Linked DNA regions of Sus scrofa: regions 2, 3, 4, 5, 6 and 7 are each linked to region 1. Evidence: chromatin contacts called from public Hi-C and targeted proximity ligation data. All regions are on one chromosome and are shown on one strand. The core of a region is the stretch at or near the end of the contact, and the rest is flanking DNA. Distances in the headings are between cores, read along the strand shown.

The links. Hi-C and Micro-C count contacts between places; a contact is called where the count stands out from the background.
Region 2: a contact with region 1 is called in a Hi-C map of liver, with 10 times the contacts expected there. A contact is called at or near these places in 1 of 47 Hi-C or Micro-C datasets (liver) and 1 of 2 datasets of targeted methods (alveolar macrophages).
Region 3: a contact with region 1 is called in a targeted proximity ligation map of alveolar macrophages. A contact is called at or near these places in 2 of 5 promoter capture datasets (both in liver), 6 of 47 Hi-C or Micro-C datasets (embryonic fibroblasts, fetal heart ventricle, liver and 1 more) and 1 of 2 datasets of targeted methods (alveolar macrophages).
Region 4: a contact with region 1 is called in a targeted proximity ligation map of alveolar macrophages. A contact is called at or near these places in 1 of 47 Hi-C or Micro-C datasets (liver) and 1 of 2 datasets of targeted methods (alveolar macrophages).
Region 5: a Hi-C map of liver shows a contact between it and region 1, with 14 times the contacts expected there. A contact is called at or near these places in 4 of 47 Hi-C or Micro-C datasets (fetal liver and liver).
Region 6: a Hi-C map of liver shows a contact between it and region 1, with 6 times the contacts expected there. A contact is called at or near these places in 3 of 47 Hi-C or Micro-C datasets (epiblast stem cells and liver).
Region 7: a contact with region 1 is called in a targeted proximity ligation map of alveolar macrophages. A contact is called at or near these places in 2 of 47 Hi-C or Micro-C datasets (both in liver) and 1 of 2 datasets of targeted methods (alveolar macrophages).

What each region holds. Positions count from the first base shown.
Region 1 is chr3:127,718,229-127,722,079 of Sscrofa11.1, forward strand. The region is part of intron 1 of LOC110260062 (a long non-coding RNA gene); the gene reads left to right. Among named protein-coding and RNA genes, the nearest start is that of ID2, 220 kb to the left of the region's middle.
Region 2 is chr3:127,475,617-127,479,223 of Sscrofa11.1, forward strand. It overlaps KIDINS220 (kinase D-interacting substrate of 220 kDa), which reads left to right. Exons shown (of 30, transcript XM_021087893.1): 29 at 301-357; 30 at 1,523-2,130. The coding sequence ends at 351. Among named protein-coding and RNA genes, the nearest start is that of ID2, 26 kb to the right of the region's middle.
Region 3 is chr3:127,501,553-127,505,154 of Sscrofa11.1, forward strand. It overlaps ID2 (inhibitor of DNA binding 2, HLH protein), which reads right to left and starts at 1,655. Exons shown (of 3, transcript NM_001037965.1): 1 at 1,211-1,655; 2 at 769-832. The coding sequence starts at 1,558. The coding sequence ends at 776. It overlaps LOC106509912 (a long non-coding RNA gene), which reads left to right and starts at 1,957. Exons shown (of 3, transcript XR_002342872.1): 1 at 1,957-2,697.
Region 4 is chr3:127,583,978-127,587,312 of Sscrofa11.1, forward strand. No RefSeq gene overlaps it. Among named protein-coding and RNA genes, the nearest start is that of ID2, 82 kb to the left of the region's middle.
Region 5 is chr3:127,946,882-127,950,614 of Sscrofa11.1, forward strand. No RefSeq gene overlaps it. Among named protein-coding and RNA genes, the nearest start is that of ID2, 450 kb to the left of the region's middle.
Region 6 is chr3:127,888,994-127,892,748 of Sscrofa11.1, forward strand. No RefSeq gene overlaps it. Among named protein-coding and RNA genes, the nearest start is that of ID2, 390 kb to the left of the region's middle.
Region 7 is chr3:127,863,156-127,866,621 of Sscrofa11.1, forward strand. No RefSeq gene overlaps it. Among named protein-coding and RNA genes, the nearest start is that of ID2, 360 kb to the left of the region's middle.

The DNA.
Region 1 (3,851 bases), core at 1,148-3,647:
TGTTTATACATTTCAATTGCTCTGTGAAAGAAGAATAGGATTGCCGGGCGAAGTTTAACCTCAGCCCAGCGTGATGGATTTCTAATCGGCACATTCTGGGTTCATACAATTTTACCTTAGGTCACAGTAACAGGTTTTGCTCTGCAAAATGTGAAACCTGCTTGGGGAAGGGGAGGGGGTGGCGGCAACATTTCAGAGGATGGGTGAGGATGGTCAATAGAAAACAGAATGCAAGGAAGCTCCATTGCTTTTGCAGGGTACAGGCTGAGTACATGTATTAAATTGGGAGGCTCGGAGCATCTGAACGCTCAGCTGCCAGCTTTTTGCACTGTGTCTCCATCTAAGGAGTAGCTGAGTCAGAGCCTGGGCCCTGGGAGATGCAGGACTTTCTCGACACCCTTCAGTGGGTGTGCTGAGCCCAGAAGGGCGGGCTGCTCACTCTTGTTGGGTGCATCGTGCTGGCTGCCCGAAGCCAGCTGCCCTGGCTCACTGCTTGGTGATGGCTGTGCTGCGGAGGAGATACCCAACTCTCTCCCTCCCAGGAACGTCTCCAGGATGCTTTCCTCATTCACCTTACAAGGCTCTGCCACCATCACGAGACAACGGCACCGAGACGGGGGTGCGAGAGCTATAGACGGCTCTCGCCTTTAGCTTTGCATTGACCATGGGTCAGGAGGATTCGGGTCTTTTTCAATTAATTAGTGAACGAATCAATTAATTTTTTGATGTGAAGAACCAGGAGTAAAAAATGTACAAGTGAATAGAAGAGTATGTTGCCAGGCAGTCCTCCTCCTTCTAAAACAAACCATGGTTACCTTGATTTCAGATTTTTAGGCTGCTTTTATTGTGGGGGTGTCTGGCCTGGAAGAAAGATGTCTCAAACTACCTGACCTTGAAATCTCAGACAAGGACAATTCCCTGCCGGTTGGTTCTAAAGTTCTGAAGGAAGCCTTCAAGTCGCCAGCCCAAACGTTGCATATACCACTGTCACCTCTTTTTCAGCAGCACCTGTTTGCGGGTACAGATTATTTTTGCCGTGCAGAAATGCTTGGCCCCCTGCAGCCAGGCTTCACTTTTCTGGCTTATTTTTAAAGGGGAGAAACATGGACGTGCCCAGCGGGCAGTCACCTTGGGATCCTCTGGCTCCTCTCTCACTCGCGCGCCTCTTGCTAAATGCTTTCCTGTTTGCAGAAGCACGCTGGTGTGGCGAAAGAGTTTCATAAGAGCCCTGGCCTAGTTCTCTTACTGTTCTTCCCATATTTTATTGTCTGCTTTTGCAGATAAGAGATGCCTGGGTAATTTGGGCTGACACTACATCAGGAAGAGTCAAAGCACTAAGTCCAGAGAAAGGTTCTTTTTAGAAAGGTACATTTTGGCCTTTCTAATCTAGGCACATCTGGTCCTCTTTACCTGAGCGTTTAGTTCACAGGGACACCGTTCAGAGCCAGGGGACCGTGCTTGCTCATTTGCCTGGGCAGGACTGGTTCACACCGTCTCTGTTCTCAGGAATGTCCTGCTTTGGAAGTTCCCGTTGTGGCTCAGCAGGTTAAGAACCCGACGTAATGTCCATGAGGATGCGGGTTCGATTCCCTAGCCTTGCTCAGTGGGTTAAGAATCTGGCATTGCCTCAAGCTGCAGCACAGGCCGCAGATGCGGCTTGGATCTGACTTTGCTGCGAGTGTGGCGTAGGCTGGCAGTTGCAGCTTCGATTCAACCCCTAGCCCGGGAGCTTCCATATGCTGCAGGTGCAGCCGTAAAAATGAATGTTCTGCTTTGGACATAACCTGGGCACCACACTTAGTTTGTATACCCCGGTGCACCTCTGGTTCACGGATGTCTGAAACACTCTGGGTTTCTTCTGGTTTCTGAAGGGTGCTTTCACTCTGCCTCTTCCAAGATGCAGCTTTACAGCTCATCCTGTGTAGGAAAACAATCCTTTTGATTAAAAGTCAGTCATGGTATCACGCCCAAGGTTTTGTGGATCCCTGGCTCCTTTAGAAGAACAGACAAAATGTGTCAAATTGGACCTGATGCCCTTTGCCTGGTTTTCCAGGGCAAACTTAGAGTAGAAACATGTGCTTCCCCAATTTCTCAGGCTCCTGAAAGCTGATGCGGGGGTGGGGGCGGGGTGGGGTAAAAGCGACAGTCAGGCTGAGTGTGCACCCGACCAAAGGCTGCGTGGCACTTCCCTTGCCAAGAATGTTGCTGTGTGTCCCCCGCGCTCTGGTAGCACTGGTGCTCCAGCCTGCCGTCTGCTGCAGTTCTATAATGTCATTTCCCCAGATTCCTCCAGGAACGTTTCATCACAAAGGCCTGCTCTCGAAATGCCCCAGGGAGTTGTTCTGTCTCGATTTTCCCCTGCGCTTTTTATTGCTGGCGCTTAATGAACTTTTCTTGGCTGTTTCAACTGTCAGCGTTTAAAGTCCACTGGTGAATGCTGGTTGGCTTTCTCTGCGCTCAACTGGACTGTTCAGTGGCAATTATAGTTCTTAATCACCATGAGACATTTGAGGGAAAGGTGACCCTTCCAAAAGTCTGTCACTGAGGCAGCAGGAAGCGAGTTCTGGCAGAAGGGACCAGGGGGAGGAAAAGAAGGTTCGTCCCATTCTCCCAAGGCAGAACGCGGCACGCCCGGGACAGGCCTGGGGAAATAAAGCCAGAAGGAAAAAAAGAGAAGCCACACTGATTTCTCCCTTTGCTGGTGTTATTTATGCGACATAATTGGCATTTGATCCATTCACTCCTGGGTAAAGAAATCATTAATGGAATGCCTACTTCAGACCAGGCAGTGCCTAGGTTTTATGGCAGAGACATCCAGATAAGCATTGAATGATTCTAACTTCAAGGAACTCTGGGACTAGCGGGATGCGCAGCAGTCAAAGGACTTTTAGGGAAGAGTCTCTGAAAGGGGAGCTGGACCCAAAGGCCCGGAAGCTGGTGGTCCAGCAGGGAGCCAGCCAGACCGGGATGAGGGCCGGCAGAAGGTGCTCTTCCCGGGTGACATTCCAGGGACTCAGAAAGAGTTCAGAATGGCCAGAGGAACGTTCTGATGGGACCCTATGAAGGATCCATTCAGTCGCCCACTCATTCATTCATTCATTTATTCCAGTCGTTCATGGGGAGCCTGCTCCCTGCTAAGTATGTGGAGCCCATGTTTATGAAAATGAGAAAGTCAGGAGAGCCTAAGGGCCTCGTGTGCTGACAAAGTGCAGACATTACCCGGAGAGCCAGGGAGCGAGCGCCTTGGGGGCGCTGACCTGGCAGAAGGCTTTGATTAGCCGTGTGTGTTGGCTCTTGTGTGGGAGAAGTGGGAGGGGTGGGGAATCCAGGCTGAAGGCAGAGCGGATGGATGGGGGAGCAATAGTAAGTGAATGGTGGTGGGAGAGGGAAGGGAGTCCACCAGTGATGATGCTTTTATTGTCTATCAGGTCTGTTTCTCGGCTGGAAAGTGAAGGGCAAGTCTAGGATGACCATCCTGGGTAACTGCTGCCTGGGGGGGCCCTTTACCCGGCTCAGGGAGCTAAGAGAAAAGTTGCGGAAAGATGATGACTTCAGTTTTAGATGGGGCTGTCAAGTTTGTGGTGCTTGTCACTCTCGGAATGGGGAGAGGGTCAGAGGGGTGTCCACAAGCCCTTTGGCTGTACAGGGCCACCCATTAGGAAACAGATGAGCCTGGGAGACAGACTACGGGGTTATCAGCTTACAGATTATGATGAGGTCACAAGTGTGGGTGAAACCACATCGTAAGACAATAAAAACGAGTAATAACTAGAATTTACTATATAAAATAACTCACTCTGTGCTAAGTGTCCTGGGAAGCGCCAACCTATTTCATCTTCAGTAGAATCCTA
Region 2 (3,607 bases), core at 390-2,889, 240 kb before region 1:
GGGGTGGGGGTGGGGCTTGGCTGGCCTGGGTGGACCCTCTGAGATTACTTGCATTTTTAGCTTCCAGGTTGTGAGGCCCCCCCCCCCGCACCCCCTTCCCTACCTCAGAATTTTAAGCAAAGGCCGTAATTACACAAATAAATGGAACCATAGAAAGAAACTGATAGATACCCACGAGCCTGCGCTTGGATGATGTTGCAATGGCTCTTCACTTCGGAAAGGTTGAGAATCCTTGGTTGAGACCGATGAACTAGAAAGAGAATGTGAAATCTTACGTATTTTAAACCCTTTCATGCCTAGGAAGAAAATGCTGCCCTTGAGCTAGATAGATCTTCAGAGGATCCTGTTTAAAATAAGGTATGTAAAAAATATTAGTTTTCCAAGTCCATTCCTTTTACGCCGCTGTTCCAACAGTCCTCACCAATTAGAGAATGCATATTCTCACCGCTTTAAGAAACAGGTGGTAAAGGCTGACATGATTGCTAGAGGCCACCCACTCGGCCAGAGCTCCTTACAGAAAATTCTCAGTAAAGCACAGCCGTGGTCCACACGCAAGTCTGTGCAGGGTGGGGGGGCGGCGAGAGGGCTAAAAGGGCTTCCAGCCCTTGGAGCAGAAACCTCTGAAGCGGGCCTAGCTGGAGGCGTGATGGGCTCTTCCCTGGAGTTCCACTTACAGCCCTGCATTAAGAAAAGAATTTGTGGCGTTCCCGTCATGGCTCAGTGGTTAACGAATCTGACTGGGAACCATGAGGTTGCAGGTTCGATCCCTGGCTTCGCTCAGTGGGTTGGGGATCCAGCGTTGCCGTGAGCTGTGGTGTGGGTCACAGAGGTGGCTCGGATCCTGCGTTGCTGTGGCTCTGGTGTAGACCGGCAGCTACAGCTCCGATTAGACCCCTAGCCTGGGAACCTCCATATGCCACAGGAGTGGCTCTAGAAAAGGCAAAAGGACAAAATAATAATAATAATAAATAAAATAAAATACAAAATCTGTAAGAAGAAAAGTATTAGTTAAGGAAGCAGAACAGTTATTTCCAGGCTCTTCGTAGGATGACTCTAAAAGCCAATAAAAATAGCAGTGATTTGACCTAACTGGACTGAGGACCAACCCAAACTGGCCAAAAATGTGAATTATAATAATATTGTGCGGGAAAGGCAGGGACTGCGTTTAAACGCACAGACTGTTCTGACAGTGTCGGTGCAGGATGGCCGGTGGTCATTTGTTGACCAAGAATACACTTAGGTCTTCCGTTTCCGGGGTCACCAGGCTTCACGTGGTGTTATTTACATCGGGGGCTGTATATTACGACCCTATCTTAGTTTCGCCAGGATTTAACAAAACACACAACAGCATATCAAACAATGTTAGAACTTGAGTAAATACAGTTTTACCTTAAAAAAGAATATAGCACTACATGCTCCATATTATTCAAATTAAGGAGTTGTCTGAAATAAGGTCGTCTTGATTGCCCACTGTCATTTTTGAATTTTAATATATTTTACACTTACCTCATTTTCTTTCAAGGCAACAGGGCTCTAGACCTTAGTCCCCACCCATAGCCCACTCCTCGTGACAGTGGCCACCTCTCACAGTTGGCTTCCTCACCAAACATAAGGGGCAAAGAAGATACTACCTACCGGTCAGTAACCCCGCTATCCGGTCGATTGAAGACGATTGATCTGTTCACCTTTGCCTGTTTGCTCACTAAGCGTGGTTGTGAAACTTGAATTCATTTTAACAAAATGTTCCGTTTATGAAATTTTAGATAAAAGCCCAAATTGTATAGAAAAAGCATGTAAACAAACTCCATAACCTGACATTTCTTATCTTATAGCACCTTCTTGGTCAGACTGTCTAATGAAAAGTTAGATTGACGGAGTTCCCTTGGTGGCGCAGCGGGTTAAAGATCCGGCATTGTCACTGCTGTGGCGAGGGTCGTGGCTGTGGCCTAGGTTTAATCCCTGGCCCTAGAACTTCCACGTGCCTTGGGCACAGCCAAAAAAAAAAAAAAAAATTTAGATTGTTATTTTCAAAATTGTCATAGTTATCGATGCTTGCCCTTTTCAGCTTTGTTTCTGAGAATTTATAGAGTGCATATTGTTATCCTTAATGCAAATTAAAACTTTTATTTTTAAAGAATTGTTTTCTTTTTGAATTCTTTGTGGTTCCCCCCTCCCCCGGGATTTTTTACCTGAGTTCTTTTCTTCTCACTCTTTTTGTGTCTTGGGTTTTTGTTTCTGGTTTGTTTTGGTTGCCTTATATTCATCTCATTTTACTCCTTAGAGTGTTCGAATGGGAAGGACCCTCAGGAGAGCTTTTAGGCCCAATCCTGGCTTCAGGCAGCGGTGGGGGGTCAGGCAGTACTTAAGTGAGAGAACGCGGTGCACGCAGGTGCCACAGTTGAATTCTGTGCGTTTGCGCCGCCGTCCTCCACAGGCCCCAGTCTCTGCTGGCACCTTCCACCCACCTGCTAACTGGCCCCGAAAGCTTTTCCGTTTCTGACTCTGGGAATCGTTCAGTGCGTGCTGTCATGTTTTGTTAAAATCCCTCAGGGACGAATACCCACAGCCCACCTTGCTAAGTTCTCTCGCCTCAAAGTGCTGGCTCCATGCTCTACTTCATGGATGTATTTCAAAGCCCCCCCCCGTGCCTCAGGTCCTTTGCTTAGTGCTTCACGGAGATATTGCCTTATAAATATAATTACAGAATCACATGAAGTGGTTCAGTTCTGCACTTCACTTCAGGATATTGAACCTATTTCTGGTGTAGCTTAGCTGTGGCGAGCCTGTTTCCCTGAGCCCAGACCGAGCCCATTTTGACTTCCAGAAAATCTGACGTGAAGGTTTTCCCCTTTCTCTGGCGCAGCGTCTAGCAGGGTTTGTTACTGGCTTTCGCTGACCGCCCCTCAGGGCTGTCTCTCACTCCTCATCTCAGGTTGACCACTCTGACACGCTTGGACTGGAATACTCGTGTTATACTGGGATCCCATTCTCAGTATGCTGTGCATGCCTGGGCCATTGTGTGTTGATTAAAAAGCTCTTTATTAAGGTAGGCTGACCACTAACCGCAACCTCAAAATCTCATTGACTTAATACATTCGAAGTTTCTTTCTCATTCCTGTAACTGAACCTCAACGTTACCTAAGTTGGTAAATTTTCAGGGACCCACCCGCTTCCTCTGGTGGCTCCACCAGCCTCCGAGGCTGCAGAGTCCTCTCCTCTGCTCCCTCCTCTGTGTTCTGTTGATACATAGGGAGTTGAGAGGGTGGAGGACCACGCATAGGGATGAATTTTGTATCGTCCAGGCCCGGAAGTGGTGTCTGCCCATCCCATTGCCCTTCCTAAGTCACCTGGTCGTGCTGAACTGCAAGGGACCTGGGAATGCGGGGACCTGTATGCCCTGGAGGAAGAGCGAACATTCTGGTAGCACACAGGCATCTTCCCACCCAGGGCCTTGACACGGGTGGTCCATCCATGGCGGAGTCAAGGCTGCAACTCATCTGGCTTTCAACTTGAGCAGCAGAATTTTTTTTTTTTTTTTAAATGACATCTCTCTAAAATTTTGCCGTGCATGCAGTTTTCATTCTGGTAGGGAAGTCTGTTAAAATCA
Region 3 (3,602 bases), core at 405-2,904, 220 kb before region 1:
AGGACTGTTTAGGAGATTTTAACCTAAGGGCAGAGGCGGGCAGACTGGCGCCAGGAGGAAGCCGCAGTTTGAACATTTAACCAAACACTCAAACATTGGGCAAACCCTGGCGTCCACAGATGCAAGACACACACTCGGCCTCGACAGCGCAAATTAAACATTAAAATAGCAGAGACTCAGGCGAAAAACTTCCCAATGCAATCTCCTATTTGGATCTCCAGCGGCAGGGCTCATAGGCGCCAGTCTGCTTCTTGTAACAATTATTTGATTGAAAACAGCCCTTTAGTTAACAGATTGGGAAGTCGGAATCCCACATCACAGGGGCTGAGGCACAGGGCAGCAATGCTTGGCTAGCCTGGTCCCAGAGGGCTGGAGTTTTAGGGAGGGAGGATCCCGATGGAATTTGCGGTGATAAGATTAATTACACGGGGGTTAGTACCTCGTAGTACCAGAGCATGAGCAGAAAACAGCCCAGGCATGATACTGGCACATAAAACCGGGACACAGTTACACAGTTTCCTCTGCCACCTTCCATAGTTACTGGCATTTTTTTTTTTTTTTTTAAGGAAAATCTTCCGTGAATTTGAGTAACAGGAGCCAGATGCCTCTTCACATCTAGTACACGTAAACAATGTACTACGTGTTATACAACCAAGTACACATTCATCTACCAAACCCAACATTTTACAGATTCGCAAGTACACGCGCGCGCGCGCGCACACACCCCGAGTGCCGGTTCACCGACCGGTGGCACAAGCAAACACTCACCATTTATTCAGCCACAGAGCGCTTTGCTGTCACTTGACATTAACTCAGAAGGGAATTCAGAAGCCTACGAGAGAACGGGGATAAAAGGCTCGACGTTAGACAACTTCAGGAGAAAGAGCTTTTTTTTTTCTTTTTCCAAGTAGCCCATAGAACAGCAAGTTCCAGTAAAGACGTTTACGCTAATTGCAGACTCAAAGATTGATGCGTTAACCTCTCAGAACTAACCTATCAGCAATTTCCCGCATAACTCAATCTACAGCAGATTTGTAAAAAAAAACAAAAAAAAAAAACAAAAAAAACTAAAACTAATAACAATGAAGTTAATTAGCTCATTTGTGAGTCACCGACTGCGGCCGGCGGTCTCGACAATGGGTCGGCCAGTGGCAGCCCAGGCATCGCCCGGCTGCGCGGCCGCGAGCGGGGCACCAGGAGCAGGTCTTACCTGCAAGGACAGGATGCTGATGTCCGTATTTAGGGTGGTCAGCGGCGTCCTGGATGCCTGGCTCTGCCCGGGTCGCTGGTGGTGCAGGCTGACAATAGTGGGGTGCGAGTCCAGGGCGATCTGCAGGTCCAAGATGTAGTCGATGACGTGCTGCAGGATTTCCATCTTGCTCACCTTCTTGTTCTGAGGGATGCTGGGCACCAGCTCCTTGAGCTTGGAGTAGCAGTCGTTCATGTTGTACAGCAGGCTCATCGGGTCGTCCACCGGGGTTTTGCTCCGGGAGATGCCCAGGCTGTGGTCCGAAAGGCTGTTTTTCCTAACGGACCTCACTGGACTGAAGGCTTTCATGCTGACCGCAGGAAAGAAGAGACCGGGAGGAGGGAGCGGGCTGCCCCGGAGCTCAGGACGCCGCCGCTGCCGCCGCCGCCGCCGCCTGCAGAGCTTCCTACGCTCGGCACCAGGCTCGGCTCAGAACGAAGCAGGGAGCCCGGCCGGGCGGCTTTTATCAGCGCTCGCCGGGGCCACACGATCCGGCTGCCTTGCGTCCCCATTGGTGGAGGGCGGCGCGTCCATCAGGCCGGGCGGGCACCCCCATTGGCCGGCGCGGGCGCGGGGCGAGCGCTCGGTCCTTCCGCGTTCGCAGCCAATCCCCGCGGCGCGAGCCCAGCTGGGGTGGTAAATAGAGTACAGTAAGCGCCGGGCCGGAGGGGAGCGCAGGGGAAGGGGAGGGCTGGGGGGAGAGAAGCGGGTGGGGGTAGAGGAGGGGGTCGCGGACAGGGTGGGGGAGGGGGAGACCCCAGGAACCTCAATGTGCATCTTAATCCCCTGTTAATCCCAACGGCGAGGCCGGACTCTCTCCCTAAGGTGTCTCCCGAGGAAGCCTTCTACACCTCGGGGCTTTGAGCATCCCTAAAACCACAGCCACCGAGGCCAGGTCTGCGCAGCGGAGGGAAAGCCACCACGGTCCCCTGCGCCCCACGGAATGTCAGCAAGATAGAAAGCATTTCTGAAGAAAGTGAAAACGCACATAAGTTTGCCGTCGCCAAGTGACGTCTGTAGTGTGAGTTGGGTCTCTTAAGATAAGGAAAAGCTTTGTAAAAAACAAAACCAAAATCACCCACGCGCGCATTCAACGACAGGTTTAGTGTGGGATCGTGCAACTCGGAGCAACGCAGGAGGCGTTGTTGTAAACTCGGTGAAGTGAGTGCTTATTGGAACCTGTGCTGATCGCTGAGGAGCTCTGAGCGCAGGACGCTTTCTGGCTTCCTTTTCTAGAAGGAGGAAGGGCTATCTATGATAATGATCCTACGAAGCGGAAATCATTAGGAGAATTTGCGTATGGAAGCTGTATTTACGTACACTGCCTTCCGAGGCTGCCAGTCTGTCCTCTGCAGTGTAGGTGGCAAAGTAAGGTGATTAATTATGCACAAGTCGTGATTTCTGGTGTCACATTCCAGTCCTACTGTATTTTTAAAGCTTTGTGACAGGTAGGTGGCTCCAGCCAGTGGTGGATATCTTCACATTGTTGTTGTTGTTTTGTTGCTGTTGTTGTTGTTGTTCTTTAAATCTGTCATATACCAAGTTTGGACTCTTTTCAGCACTAGCCTTAGGGGCAGGTTCAGGTTGTTTCCTTCCCTCTTTTCCCCTATTAAATCTTGAAGAACTTATTCTGCCATCTACATTTTCTACAAAGCTTGGAGTTACTTGCTCAAATCCTTTTCAGTTAATTCACACATTAATTCTAGCTTAACTGAAGACCATGATAAATTAGTGTGTTGAAAACCATATTTCTCTAGAATACAATAAGCTAGAAAATCTGAGACAACATGATGTCTCTAAGTATCTTATGTTTTGTCTCAATCTCCTTTGCACTTGGCGGGGGGGGGGGGCAGAACTGGAGAAAAAGCAAAGTTTAATAATGGGGACACAGTATTTTTTCCATCAATTAATGATTAACTCTTCAGCTGGTGGCCCGAGGGTCTGGTCTCTGACACCAGTTGCCGCCATGCGCCTGCCTCAGGGCTTCTCTCCAGGGAGGAAGAGCTGGTGGCAACGAGGTGGGTGTCACTTTCAGAAAATCCAGCCGCTTTGGTTTTGGAGGATGGAAGTGGATGGTTCTCTGACCCGCAGAGAAATCTGCTCAGGGCCTGGCCGGGAAAATGAAGCCTGCAATTCTGTTCCTGACAGTATTCGATTAAAAACCTCTCCTCTGATAATAAGTCTGGAAATGATTTCATACCCGAGTCCCCCACAGTTCGAGCCTTTTGATGTACTTTGTGTGCATGTGTTTCTGTCACATACGTGCCACAGTGGAACAGATTTTGTTTTGACACTATTTTGGTTCATGATGTTATACTTTGACTATTTTACAATAATAGCCAATGTAAACAAA
Region 4 (3,335 bases), core at 359-2,858, 140 kb before region 1:
GGGACCAGGGCTGGCTCCTGGCAGGCGGTTCAAGGCCTTCAGACGCACAAACCCAGGTTGTCATAGGCTGCATGTGATTCCTTGGGCATACGCCCCCAGCCCCTCTCTGAGACCCATGGGGACGCGGGCACGACAGACCCTGCGGGCATCCATCAGTCCTGCTCTTAGCGCCTCAGCTTTGGGGCCTCCCGACGCCCACAAGGACGGAGCTGCTTCCTTACAGGTGGGGAACCCAGGCCTTTTGGCTCACGTCTCTGATTCCCAAGGTCACACAGCCGTGGCTGAGCTGGCCTTGATTTTGGTGGCCTGGTTGGGCGCTGGCAACCGTGGATCCTCCAAGGGTGAGGCCAGTTGGCCCCCTGCTCGCTCTCCCATCTCTGTCTCCCTTTGCATTTGAATTTCAGGAGACCTGATTCCTAATCCATCACGCAGCAATGGAAGGAACCAATCATCGAACTTTATGCTCACCTTGGGGATGATGGGAAACCTTCCCCCGCCTCCATCCCGCAGCTGCTGGATTTCTGGACGCTTGGGCTTACAGAGTCTTCCTGAAAAAGATGTTTTGAAAACATTGGCCGATAGGTTTCTTGCCATCTTCCTGGTGACAAAGGAGATCGTTTCCGTTATTCGTCGTCTTGGGGTTTCTAGATGTGCTCGCGTCCGCTTCGGGTTTGTGCCAAAGCCTGGCTGTTGCCAGGCATTCCCTCTCTGACAGGGAAGGGCCCAGGGTGGGTGGGCCGCCAGCAGCCTCCTTGCTGGCCCCACTGCGACTGCGTCTGGCCGTGTGGGAGGCTGGGCAGGAGAGAGGGTTTGAGGAGCAGACATCGTACGGGGAAGGAAGCTGCAGGACTGGACCCAGACGGCCGCAAGCTGCTCTCCTGTCGGTTTGTCCCGTTTGATCTCCCGGCAGCCTGGCCGCCGGGTACCCCTCTGCTTCCTGCTTTATACACGGGAGACCGAAGTCCTGCACCCAGTTAGTGTGCGGAGGTGGGATTTGAACCCGGTGCCCTCTGTCCACCTCGGGGAGGGCCAGCCTCATGGAGCAAGGAAGGCCCCTGGCCTCCCCCTCCTGGACACGCCGCCGCCCTCCCTCGCTCCGTGTTCTCAGGCTCTGCGGCTGCTACATCTGTGCCCGCGAAAGAGGTTCAGGAGTGACTGCATTTTGTTTTACGTGCCCCTCGACTTATTCCTTTTTTGGAAAAAATTAAAAAGTGAGAGTTGCTTGTAAAAATGTGAGTTTTCTTCCCTAAAACTATCCCTCTGAAGTCACACAGTGAACTTGGTGGGTGGCATTCCAGATTGTTCCTCGGCACATATGAACCTTTAAAGACATATGTGGGTATTTACACACACAGAGGACTTCTTATTTATTCGAAATGAGTACATATAAGCAGGGTTTGTAAAAGCCCAAGGTTGGAAATACCTGAAGTGGGATAACCTCAGGAGGGGTTCAGTTTAGATCTTTTGTGATACATCCATTCGGTAGACATATTGTTTGGCTGTTAGAAAGACGGCTCTCCATGCAGCAGCAAGAGCTCTTTACAATGTGCCATTAAATAAAGAAGTGAAAGAAGGATTGTCTGCGTGGTGTAGACACAACGTGCTTAATTTCCATAGCAACTTCACGTGGAAGCGGGGGCAGTACTGGCTGCCCGTCCAGACACAGCCCAGGCGCCCTGGGTGACTTTGATGGCAGTGTTGGTGGCCAGATGGCTCTGGCCAAGCTGCCTGTGACATTGGGATGCCTCCAGAGAGCCGTGGCCACCCCAGAGGAAGTTTCTGGCTGTGGAGTTCAGGGGAAGTCTTATGCTAAGTGCTCGGGCAAGGGGAGGGGCTGAAGGAGGGGGTGCTGGAGGACCCCAAATGTGAACTGAAGCCTTCCTGGAGGGCAGCGCCTCTGAACGGTTCACTCTATTTCTACACGGGCAGAAACTCAGGCCCAGAGAGGGGAAGGGACTGCCTGGAGGTCACACAGCAAGGCTGAGATGGGCTCAGTGACCTCCCCAGGGCCGCTCCGCTGTGCCTCTGGAGCCCGAGCCCCGGGGTAGGTCCTGGGGCTGCAGCCAGCTCCTCCAGCCTTCCTGGGAGCTGTGTTGTCTGTAGGGTCAACCTTCCTTTCCTCACCTTCTCCTTCCTGCCTGCAGCCCTCAGCTTGGTCTCTACGCCCCTGGGTCAGAGCCGAGCGACGTGGGGCAACCACCCTGGTGCCACCCACGCTCCTCAAAACCTTGTCTGTTTCCGGTGTGTGGTGTGTGCATGTGTGTATGGTGTGCGTGATGTGTGTGCATGTGTGGTATGTGTGGTGTCTGGGGTGCATGTACGTGCGCCATGTGCTGTGTACATTTCATGCACACGCATATGCATGTGCGTACATGTGTGCCATGAGTGTGCACGTGTGTCGTGCATGTGCGTGTTTGGGGAGGGAGATGGTGACTCAGCCACAGGAGGGTTTGAGCTGACCCCGGGGCAGGGGCATCTCTGGGGGAGGGGGGGCAGTCGTCCCAGCAGAGCCCCGGACTCAGAAAGCTCTCAGAAATCGGAAACCACTGTTTTCTTGCTGGCTGTTTGCCCTCATTAATTCAGGTAGCAATTACCCGTTCTGAATATTTGGCGCCTAATTAGTATTCCCTGTGGAGACGCAGACCGAGGAGAAACAGGAGGAATGCTTGGCTCTGACCTGATCTACTTTCTTGGTTTCCCAGGAGGGGACAAAGGACGAGGGAGACTGAAAGAGGGAGGGGACAGATGAGAGAAATGGCCTGGAATGTGCGCCTAGCTGCCCGGGTCTTTGCTCCAGGTCCACAGGGTGATAAAAATAACCCATCCAGTGTTGGTTTTGTTCTTGTTTTCATGACGTCTGGCCGGTTTGCCCTGTGGGTGCCGCCTGGAGGAGGGGCGGTTGCCTGATAATGCGGGCGGCGGTGTCACAGCAGAAGTTCAAGGCTGCTCACCCAGCTGGTGTCTCCTCATTCTGGAGCGGTGCCCTCTGAATGCACAGGTGACCGGGGTGCAGGGACAGGGGGTGGGGCGAGAGGTCAGGTGCTCACTGGGGGGCTGGGAGGCCGCCGGGCACACAGGCTGGAGAGGCAGCCGGGTGGCCTGTCTGCCTGGGCTCCGCTGTACGTGCATTTGGAGCGTGCTCCTACCTGTGGAGCCTCTCAGCCAACATCTGGCCCGGGATTTGCCTTGTTGCTCTTGAAGTTTTTGTTCCTGGGGGAGAGGTGTCAATGTCATGACCATTCACAGAAGCGCCTCTCCAGGGGGGCTCGGGGAGACGGAGGGTTTGTGATTCGAGCCTCAGCAACTTGCTGAACTGGAACACCCAACGGGCAGGA
Region 5 (3,733 bases), core at 995-3,494, 230 kb after region 1:
TCAGTGGTCTTGGACATTAATTAACCTGGAACTATTTGGTTTTTCTACCTTTGTTTATTTTATTAAACTTACTGTGATGCCACTCCCACTTTTCCTTGCTCGCTGACCTCTTATGTGACATTAGAACTGAGTAACAACTTATTCTCATTTCCTCCTCGTCCCTCACACCTTCTTTGTTTCCCGCTTGCCTTAATTTCCTCTTCCACAAGTTATTTAAGCCCATTTAAAAGAGGAATATAATTCAGCAATGAGATAATACTTTAAATATCCTAAAGCACATCGTTTTCAAGTCTCAGAATGATGGTGACCGCCTCTATTGGCAATCGCTTTAGGAAATAACCCTCCTGTCTGCTGCCTTCCTACCAAATCTCAGGATTCAGAGCAGCCCCCCTTGCCCAGAGTTGGGAGGACTCCTTCTCCAGCCCATGGCAGCTCTGTTGTGACAGCTGTCTTGCTGCATTATAAATACATATTTTACAGAACTCCTCCCTCCAAACGGGTTAGTGACCACCTTTATTTTCACGTTCCAAGTCCAGCATGCTAGTGACTGAGGCAGAGACAGTCCTCAGCAAATATTTATGGAACGAAGGAATGTGTGAGCCACAAAAATAATTGGGGGAAATAGCACCAAAATAAAGGGATAGCCTCTGAACAAATCTGTAAAAGAAGCAAGGATGCTTTAGTGATGTGACCGTGTTTGGGTTTGAAGACCTCTGCTTGCTTGCATGCAGCTTGGCCCAGCCCACCCCCCACCCCCGGCGGCCTCCCCCAAGCCCAGCATGGATTCAGGGCCCAGAGCAGAGCAGGCTCTGTGCCTTGAGGGTGAGATTCTGGAAGTCAGCTGAAGGCACTGCTGTTGGAGAGCTGTTGCAAAGGGCTCAAGTGTGGGCTCAGTGCTGAAAAGTGTATTTGCAAGGTGTTTACTGGCTGCCTGTTCCTCCAGATGCACGAGGATCTGCTGCTGCTCCATCTCCTTCTGAGAAAAAAATGATGGGGCGGGGTTGGGGGCAGGTCAGGGGGCAGGGGCTCTACTACTTCTCTGAGCCCGAGTTGGTGACAGCAGTCTTGTCTTATAATAACAGAACAAGAAGTGCTTTTCCACCTACTCGAGTTATTTCATTTGAATCAGCCCTTCCCTATAGGAAAGAACCTGTCGGAATTCCGTTCTTCCACCTCTGAAGGAGGTTCCCAAATTCCCGTATATCCTGGGTCCTAAGTCTTACACTGAGGCAGAGAGACCAGGTCTGTGAGCATCTTTTCTCCTGGGTGAATATTTTATGATTCTGAGGGGGCCAAAGTGACCTGCCCCAAAGAAGCACTGAGACTGCGTGCCAGCTCTCAACTGAGAAAGGGCCGTGGAAATCCACTAGTATGCAGGCCACTGGCTTTGACCCTGAGGTCAGTTTGGGGTCATTCTTGAATGCTGGGGTTTCTTGGAGAAATCTTGCTTTTCTTGGTCAATGTAAGCTCACAGCTACCATTAACTTTGTTCTTTCTTTCTTTCTTTTTTTTAAATTAAGGTGAAATTCCCATCACATAAAATTAGCCATTAACCATGTCAAAGTGTGGAATTCAGAGGCATTTAGTCCATTCACAATGTTGTGCAACCACCATCTCTCTCTAATTCTGGAACATTCTCATCACCCCAAAAGGAAGCCCTGTACCCATTAATCAGTCACTTCCCCAGCCCCTTGCCCCCCTGAAGACCACTATTACATGACTCTTAGCTTTTGCATCTTAATACAGTGAGTGTTAGAAACAATTTCTTGCAGTCCTTTTGTTTTACTTGAAAAAAATGTATCAAATACATTCTGTGCCAGGCACTGCGCTGAAGCCATAATATACTTCACTCATTTAATCCTGGAAGCAACACGATAAAAGTTACTCTCTTCCTTCCTACTTTACAGGGGAAGAGAAAGAGGCAGAGGGTAGTCTAGTGACATGGTGACAGTCACACAGCTTGAGGGGGCAGAGGCAGGGCAGAAGCGCGCTTGCTCTTACAGGCTTGAATCTCTGTGTTCTGTCCTGATGCTGTGCCAACCCCTACTCCGGGGGGCCCTGCCTCTTCCTGCGGCCACAGAACTACCTTCCTTTCCACTGACCACAGGAGCCGTTCAATTCTTGGCCTCCTTCTGATATCGTTCTGAGGCTTTGCGAGCTCTGGGCAACGGAAGAAAGATCCAGTGTTAACATCTGTGTGGTAATTTTCCATGACTATCTCAGATGGCCGAAGACATGACTGCTATTTTCTGGATCACGACATCTTTCAGGCTTCAGACTGACCCCTCTGGACAAACAGGGCTTAGGTAAGAGTCCAAACGCTTCACAACATTCTTTTGGAAGTTGAGCAAAGCTGGAAATTTTGTCAGTGAGAAACAACCCAAGTTCATGGCCAAACAGTAATGTGTTTGTTTAACCTTGGGGGGGGTATTTTTTTTAGTTATAAAGCTTGATGTCATTGTAACCCTTCCCCTGGCTGAAAAGGCCACACAAAACCTGGTGGGACCCCGGGCTGAAAATGTGAAAACATTCTGTGTGGGTGTGTGTCAATACACATCTCTTTAGTGTATTTTAATTTTACTGTAAATGTAGACACATGGGTCATGTGAATACATAGGCCTCATTCCTTTCAAATTTCATTGTGACAGGAGCTACTGTTTGTAGCTATTTCTCCGACATTAACAGTTTTCTTCTGGTAAAACAAAGGCAGCTTTGAAGACAATGTATAGAATCAGAGAAGCATCACCGTTGTGGGAGGGTTCGGATTGTGTCTGGTGGTTGTTTAGGAAGGATTCGGGGAGGGAGCATTTGGGCTGCATCCTGTCGTGTGGGGAGCTGGGGTCCCTGCGCGCTCGTGGACCCCACCCCTACCGGAGGCCCCCGGGGTGATAAAGGTGTCAGATGCGTTGGGCTCACGGGATGTGAATAATCCCGGAGCCCCTTGCATGTCGTACCTCCTGTGATCCTCACCACACGCCCATGGAGGGGGTGCTGTTATCACCCCCATCTTACAGAGGAGGAGACTGAGGCCCAGGGTGCCCAGGCCCACTGCCAGCACTTGGAACAAAGCTCTCCATCAGCTTCCTTCTGCTTCGATAAAACCAAGGAAATGAAGTCAGACTTTGCTGCTGGATCTTCTGTTCAGTCTCCACGGGCAGAGCTGGGAGGGTCCTAGGGGCTTCCATCCAGCCCTGGTACCTGTCGCCCAGGGTGGCCCCGGAGCCTTTGGAGGGCCTAGGCGGTCTGGCCCCAGAGACACAGGGCTTGGAGGAGCCTGTACAAACATTATCTTCTCTATGCGGTTGGTTTTCACCTTATGGAGAAATAGATGCTTTCCATCCTATCTGGCCTTCTCTTCTCCCGCTGTGATGACAAGCATGGACGTTGAATTCTATACTATCTCAAAGAAATGGAGCCTTGTACGTCCTCAGAGCACATGCGGTTTTAGTACAACGTGATGCGTGGCCTTTAAAGGAGAGCCTCAGGGTCAAGAGGTGGGCAGACGCATGGCTTGGGGTCCTCAGGGGTGAGGACCAGCGCTGGCCAGGAAAGTTCTCATCCTCACGTCTGCTGCCATTTTCAGCCCTGTGAGCTGGCCTTCTGCTCACGTCAGGGGTCTGCCACAAGAGGGTAAAGGAGAAGACATACAGAGGAGAAAGGCCAGTGAGAGAAACAGCCCAGGATTCCAGTGCCTCGCTTATGGCCAGTAGGACAGAAATGCAGCCCAGTTAAG
Region 6 (3,755 bases), core at 143-2,642, 170 kb after region 1:
ACGGTGGTCCTGGACGCCATCAAGGCCAAGGCCTTCATTGGAGAAAAGAGATGGAAGCACAAAACCACAGCGAATGAACTGGGCTCTTCCTGATGGGTCAGCGTGGGATCCTGGGTTTTGTCCACAGCCCCAAAGACAGACCAGTCTGGGGGTCATCATTTGGGAGCAAATGAGCCAACTCTGAGTGCAGAATCAGCCGTCAATGACCTGAAGCCACAGAGGGAGGGAAACAATGACACTGGACTCCAAGTAGCAGTGTACAATCGTACGGATTTTATGGTAGCCTTTCCAAGCAGCGTGGAGCGTACCGACCGTTGTTCTCACACATTATCTCATGTAAAACTCACGAGACCTCCTGAGAACAACGGCATTCCCATTGCCACTTTGGAACCAGGTTAGGGTGAAGGCCAGACTGTCACCTGGGCCATCTGAGCTCCCACATCACTCCCTTGGGTCCCCACACTTGCTGCTCTCCTCCTCCACTGGGTCAGGACCCTAGTTCTCAGTGCGGTGACTGTCCAACCTGTCCTTCCTGTGCATCCGTCCCCCGATGCTGCTCCGCCCAGGAGTCCAGCTCATTGAAACTGCACTGGCATCCTTGTCTGCTACGTGTCAAGGACCGAGTGGGAAGGTGAGTGGAAGCCACAGAGGGGCGCTGAGGTGTCCACTTCCTCAAGGAGTCAGTGGTCCCCACAGAGAAGTGGGAAACTGGTTCCAGGAGACGGACAGGGATGTGTCTGGGAAGAAACCATCCATGGATCTGTCCTTGACCCTTGATGAACAGGCAGAGTTTGAACAGAGGTGGAGGAGGGATGGAGTGAGAGGCGAGCATCCGGAGGAAGGAACAGTGAGTGACGCAGGGGGGTGGCACTGGCTCTGCGTGTTCCTGACCTGTCTGTTCCTTTTCTGTTGATTGGTGGTGGGAGTGGTTGGGGCTTATGCTCTGCCCCCTCATGAACACAAACTGCAAAATGCATGAGCAACATCACGGGGCCGACAGGTTCCTTGAATTACAGATATTTGGAGACCTTCTTTCCTCATGCTCTCAGCCCCTCCTCACCGGCCTAGCGTCTTCTGATCTTGGTTATAGAGCCCAGATGCGCTGCAACATCCCGCCCCCTCCACCTCCAGGTTTGGCTAGCTGTGGTTCTCCTGTGCTTCCTTCCAACCGGACTCATCCCTCCTCCTATGATTGTCAGCTAGATAGTCAGGGCGCAGTGGGGTCCGACAGGTTAACCGAGCAAACTTGTTTGGATGGAGATGGATAGTCCACCATGAGTTATGATTTTGGTGTCTTAATGGTGCTGTGTGCTGAGGTGGATTTGAAGGGAGCAGTAGGGCACAAAGCAGTGACCGTGAGTAAACACAGCAAAGCCAGACACGCCTGGCATTGGCCTCATACGGAACAGAGTGTCCAGCCTGGTTCTTTCACTTATTAAAGCCGGGACTGTGGGGAACTATTTCCTGCTTCAGGGAATCCTTGGGCGCAAAGTGCGCCCCCACAGCTCGACGAACAAGTCCCTTCCACATGGATCAGCTGTCGTCCAACTGTGTCAGCAGAGTCATGACGTCTTATTTCTGGATGTTTCCACTCTGTGACCTAAACCAGCATGTGAAGTGGGCTTCAATCTTCAGGAACATCTCAGGGTCTCCATGTCTGCGAGGCGGCTGTTGGCCCAGGACGACAGGTTAAATATAACCTCGGATGATGTCCTAAGAGCCTGGTGAAGAGGTAGCGTCTGCCAGCATGGCAGCCGTCGGCACCTCATCCGCCCGCCGTCCTGTCTGCCTTGCAGCCCTACAGTTGTGGCCAGAGGCCCAGTTGGCCTGAGCTCCTGCTGCTGTGGAGTGAGAAGGATGGGGGGCCTCTGAGCGGCCTTCTGGCTCTGGAACAGGGGGATTCTCCTGCACACAAGCCGGAGGGCAGACATCTGATCCCCGCAGCTCACATCTTCCATCATTCGGGCCCACAGGCCTGCTCCTCGTGGATGCGTTGTTGAAGTGCCAGCCAGTTCCAAGCAGCTGTGTGGCCCGACCTGCCCTGAGGGTTGGCGACACCAACCAGCTCCAGGGGCCGCTCCAGGGCTTGGACATAAGGTGAGTGGCAGAGCGGGAACCTGACCAGGTCCCCGGGCTCCTGGCCAGTGCTTGGCCAGGGGCTCGGTGGGGGCACTGCATTGCTGGCCAGTGTCTCAGGGTATCTCTGGGCTGAGGCTGCACACCTGGGGGCCCTGACTTCAGGTCTGGATTTCTAGTCACTGCCAGGCCTTCTGTGATGAGAGGGCACAAGACAGGCACAGGGGCAGCTTAACCTCCCCTGGGAGATAGTCTTGAACAAGCTCAGCTGATCGGAAAGAGACCCCTGTATCGCATTCAGGGCCAATATCAGTAACATAACACTCACCATCAACCCTGGGAAAAACAAGTGAAATACGCTTTTTTTCCTGAATCCTGAATGCTTTCTTTCTGAAAGTGATGCTTCTGGCTATTGCCTTTCATGGAGCCACCTGCTCACCACTCGGACCCACTGGACCCCTCCATCCTTCCCGCATTTGCTCACGTCTCGCAAAGCCAGGGGGTCCACGGCCCTGTGTTGGATGATCAAGTTGATGAAACGAACTCTACACGCTTTCTTCTGGTTATGGCCATTCACTGTGTCCTCTTGGTGTTCCTTCCGCTTTGCCACCTGACTTCATTCCACTCAGTAGACTGGCATTTACCGAAGGGCCCATGGGCAGGCACTTACCCAGCACGTGGCTTTGGAGATCAGGTCTTTTTGTGTTGTCTTAGTCCTGGTTCTACAGGCAGAGTCTAATTTCCCCGCAGGCACACCTTTCCATTTCTCTCCATCCCCCAAAGTACACAGCCATTAGGGGTCTTGTTAAAAATTCATGTTAGAGAGTTCCTGTTGTGGCTCATAGGAAACGAATCTGACTAGCATCCATAAGGACACAGGTTTGATCCCTGGCCTTTCTCAGTGGGTTAAGGATCCAGTGTTGCCGTGACCTGTGCTATATTAGGTTGCAGATGTGCTCGGATCTGGCATTGCTGTGGCTGTGGTGTAGACCAGCAGCTCTAGCTTCAATACGACCCCTAGCCTGGGAACTTCCATATGCCATGATTGCAGCCCTAAAAAAATAAAAAATTAAATAAAAATTTAAAAAAATTTCATGTTAGTATTTTCAAGATAATAACAAAAACAATTGCTGAACTAAAATAAAACCCCAGCAGTGATGCAGAAGTTATGAGAAGTTTGACCTAAAGACAATAAGCTTGATTTCTAGGGGGCCAGGGGCATAGCAGTCCCAGCTGCCACTGCGCACCACAGAGTCACTACCCTTGAGGATTTCAACAGTCTCTCTAGATACATAGTATTATTATCCCTGTTTAAAGATGAGGAACCTGAGTCCTGCTCAGTGTAACAAATGTACCAAGCTGCGGTGTGAGTTAGTGTGAGTTACAGTTATGGCGTAAGTTCTAGGTTCTGGAGCTGTGATCTTTCTTTTTTAAGCCATGTTGCTCATTCAGCTCATTCACCGTGGTCCTTTCCATGTCAGATTTAATGTAAATGATCAATGTACAGCTGTTTCTGGAACCTGCATTGTGATAGGACATGAACAAGCACAGGAAGGGTTAGATACATCTTGTTCTCGTGGGTAGGATATGCACTCATGGAACATGATTAAGTGCCAAATAAGAGGTCCAGAGGATGGTCTGTGTTGTCTGGAGTAGTTTTGTTGAACATTTGAGTTTCT
Region 7 (3,466 bases), core at 911-3,410, 140 kb after region 1:
CTTCTTGACCGGGTTGTGCTGCTTGGAAGGTTCCCTCCTCTGGACCCAGCAGGACTGGTCCATCTTTATCCCAATGATGAGGGATAGAGATGCTCTCTTCTCGAAAGTCTGTGACTTCATCCGCAACGGAGCCCTGGATTGTGTATGCTCGTTGCTGCGATCAAAATAGCATTTCAGTGAATGTTTGCAGAATGGATGGGTGACTCCTTCTCACCTGGGGTGGGAGGACAGGAGGGAAAGAGGAAGGAAGAAGCAGTCAAGAATGGCGCAGGCCACCATCTGTAGGTCCCCACACACACTGGGGCAGGTGCATCGGCTGAGGAACAAGAGTTATTTTGAGAGTTAAATTCTAATAAAGTCAAATAACTTGATTTGAATCCTTTCATTAAATTCATTTAGGAAATATATGTTGGTGATCCTACCGTGACTCAGTGGATACGGAGCACAGGAAGGCCAGAGTGAGGGGATCGCCCAGGGGTCCGTGGTCTGGGGGCTGCTGGAGTGGAGAAGAGCAGAGGAAGGAGCGGCTGGCTCTGATCGGGAGCCCCCAAAGTCTCTCCTGAGAAGCGACATCAGAGTTCGAGTTCAAGGGCAAAGGGGCTGAAGGACAGGGGTGAGGGTCCATGAGAGTCACTGCACTTGGAAAGGCAGTGGGGTTGGACTTTGCTTGGAGGGGACATCCCAGAAGGTTTGATCTATTCCTCCACTTAATTGTGCTGTTTTTATGTAGAAGGGGGGGAAAGCACTGTTATTTGCAAGGCTGGCTGCCGATGGTGCTGGTGGCCACTGTGGCTCTAATTTACCAAGATCTTTTTAAAATGCAGGTTCCTAAACTTCTGCAGAAATTGCAATTCACCAGGCCTGGGCCGGAACCCAGGAATCTGCATTTTATCAAGCTTCACAGGTGATCCTAATGCCCCAGGTTCTTCAGCCGGATTTGTAAACCCTTTCCCAGGGTCTCTGCGGGTGAGGACCGCCGGCTTCTCTGTCAGGTTAGGAAAACGCAGGGAAGAAGCTTTAGGTTATTTGACTGGATCACGGTGGTGGGAGAGTCTGGCACCTGGAGGCTGAGTCCATGGGGTCTTCACTCTTATGCACAGAAAGATCCCACAGGGCCTCCCTGATGTCTGGAGGTCTTTCTGCTATAGAATGATTAGGAGCTTCTAGGCAAATCCTAGAAATGGGAGTTTCATCGGGGAATGGTGGCAGGCAGTGGGAGCAGCCCTCTGGGGAGGGAGCTGGCAACTTAGTCAAGGTGACAGCCTGGGACTTCGGCCAGGGTTTTCACTGGTCATGCTGGTTGTAAGCTCTGTCCGCAGGCATAAGGGATATTATCTCTGTTTCTGTGCAGTGGTTTCCCTCTTTTATACCCAAACCTTAGGTGAAAGTCTGTTCTGCACGACGGCACCAGGCTAGGAGTATTCTGGGGAATTCAAGCCCTGGGTTCATGGTTATAAAGATGTGGCCGAGACAGCCTGTTGTTTCCTGGGGCTGCAGTTACAAAGACTCCCAAACTGGTGGCGTCAAACAGCAGAAACATATTTTCTCATGGCTCTGCAGACTCAAAGTCTCAAACCAAGGTGCTGGCAGAGCCACGATCCTTCTGGAACCTGCCGGAAGGTCCTGTCTGGCCTCGACCAGCCTCTGGGTGACATCTATGGTTTATAGCAGCGTCATTCCAATGGTCACCTCTGTCATCTCTGGCATTTCCCCTGTATGTCTGTGTCCAAACTTCCCTCTTCTTAAAAGGATATCTGTCCTTTTGGACCAGGGTACACCCTGATGATCTCATTTCAAGTTGAATCATCTGCAAAAACCCTATTTCCAAGGAAGGTCACATTTACAGGTGCCAGGGGTTGGGGTTTAAATGCCTCTCATTTTGGGGACATGGTTCGGCCCATAACAGATAGTCAGCTATGAGAGCGGGTCCTCTGCTTTCACTTACTCCCTCACAGACTCGTGAGCAGTATTTTGGAGAGGGGCTGAATTAATTGGGAGACATACCAGCAATGTGTGAGACCAAAGTTTGCATTATTTTCCCAGGCTGTTCCCGAGCAAGGTGACCCCAGATGAACTGGGGCTCACTCTGGTTACATATGTGTCATGCGTGGTGAGTGCCGAGCACTGTTTGTCAAGTGAATTACCTAACTGCCCTTGTCCTGTGGCCAAGTCTGCGTCACCATCACAGGATCCCAGTCTGCCTTGTGTCCGGCCAAGCTGAGCTGTCCATGCAGAGAGATACTTAATACATGTTCTCAATGTTTGGATAGTTAAATGGACTATCTGTGGGGCTCTTGGGTTTTCAGACAAAAAGATTACTATGTAAAGTCAGAGCCTCGTTCCTTCACCAACGCTTGGAAGAAAATAAGAAGTTCCCCTGGCTGGCAGATGCATGCCTTGGACATGGGTCACATTCTGATGTCTGTTTTTGATCATAAACACCTGGTCCTAGAAGCATCCGCAGTGTGTTTCATTTTTTGAGACCGGGATGGCAAATTTAAAATTCAAATTCTCGGGAACGGCAGAGAGAACGTAGCTATAAAAGTGTTTCAGGCCACCGTGTTTTAAATGAAGGTTAATTTTTTGATCAAATAGGAAATGAAGGAAAAATTATCTCCCTGCACACAAGCGTGGTTTGGAATACTATAGCTCAATTAGATGTTCTGATTGTGAAAACGATCAGCTTCGTGTCTTGTTAAACGTCTCCCTTTCACATTATGAAGCTTTTCTACATCAAGATGAGCGGGAGTATTAAGGGTACAACAGATAAAAGACTCATCTGAGCTCAAAGGAAAATGAGAACTTAAGAGAGTCCAGAACTGCGGGAGAACTTCCCAAACCCCCAAGGTGCATCTGATGTTATTAAAAAATTGTCCAGCATGGAAATTAGCTCCTCGACTCAGAGGAAAGAAAAGTTATTATTCTTTGCCTTTTCTCCCCACCGAGATATTGAATGCTTCTTACTTGATGGAGTCTTGCTTCATGCGTACAGAAATACACATCAAGCTTGTTAATCAGTCCTACACAATTGCTATTTACAAGATAGTTTTCTGGGACACAGAATGTTTACTCCTGACGGGCTGGGTTTTGGGGAAAGGGAAGCAGAATTTTCTGACTCTTCCTGCAAATCAAATTTGATACCCCATGTTTTAAACGTATATCATTCTTCTGACTCATTCTCATCTTTTTAAACAATGTTTTATTAAAGTATTGTTGCTTTCCAATGTTCCTTCGATTTCCGCTGTAAAGCAAAGTGACCCAGCCATAAACATATATATTAAAAGAGAACATATACATATATATATATGTTCTAAGTTTTTAAATTTAAAATTTTTAATTTTTATTTTTATTTTTTTTGCTTTTTTAGGGCCACACCCTTGACATATGGAAGTTCCCAGACTAGGGATTGACTCGGAGCTGCAGCTGCTGGTCTACACCACAGTCACAGCAACACAGGATCCGAGCC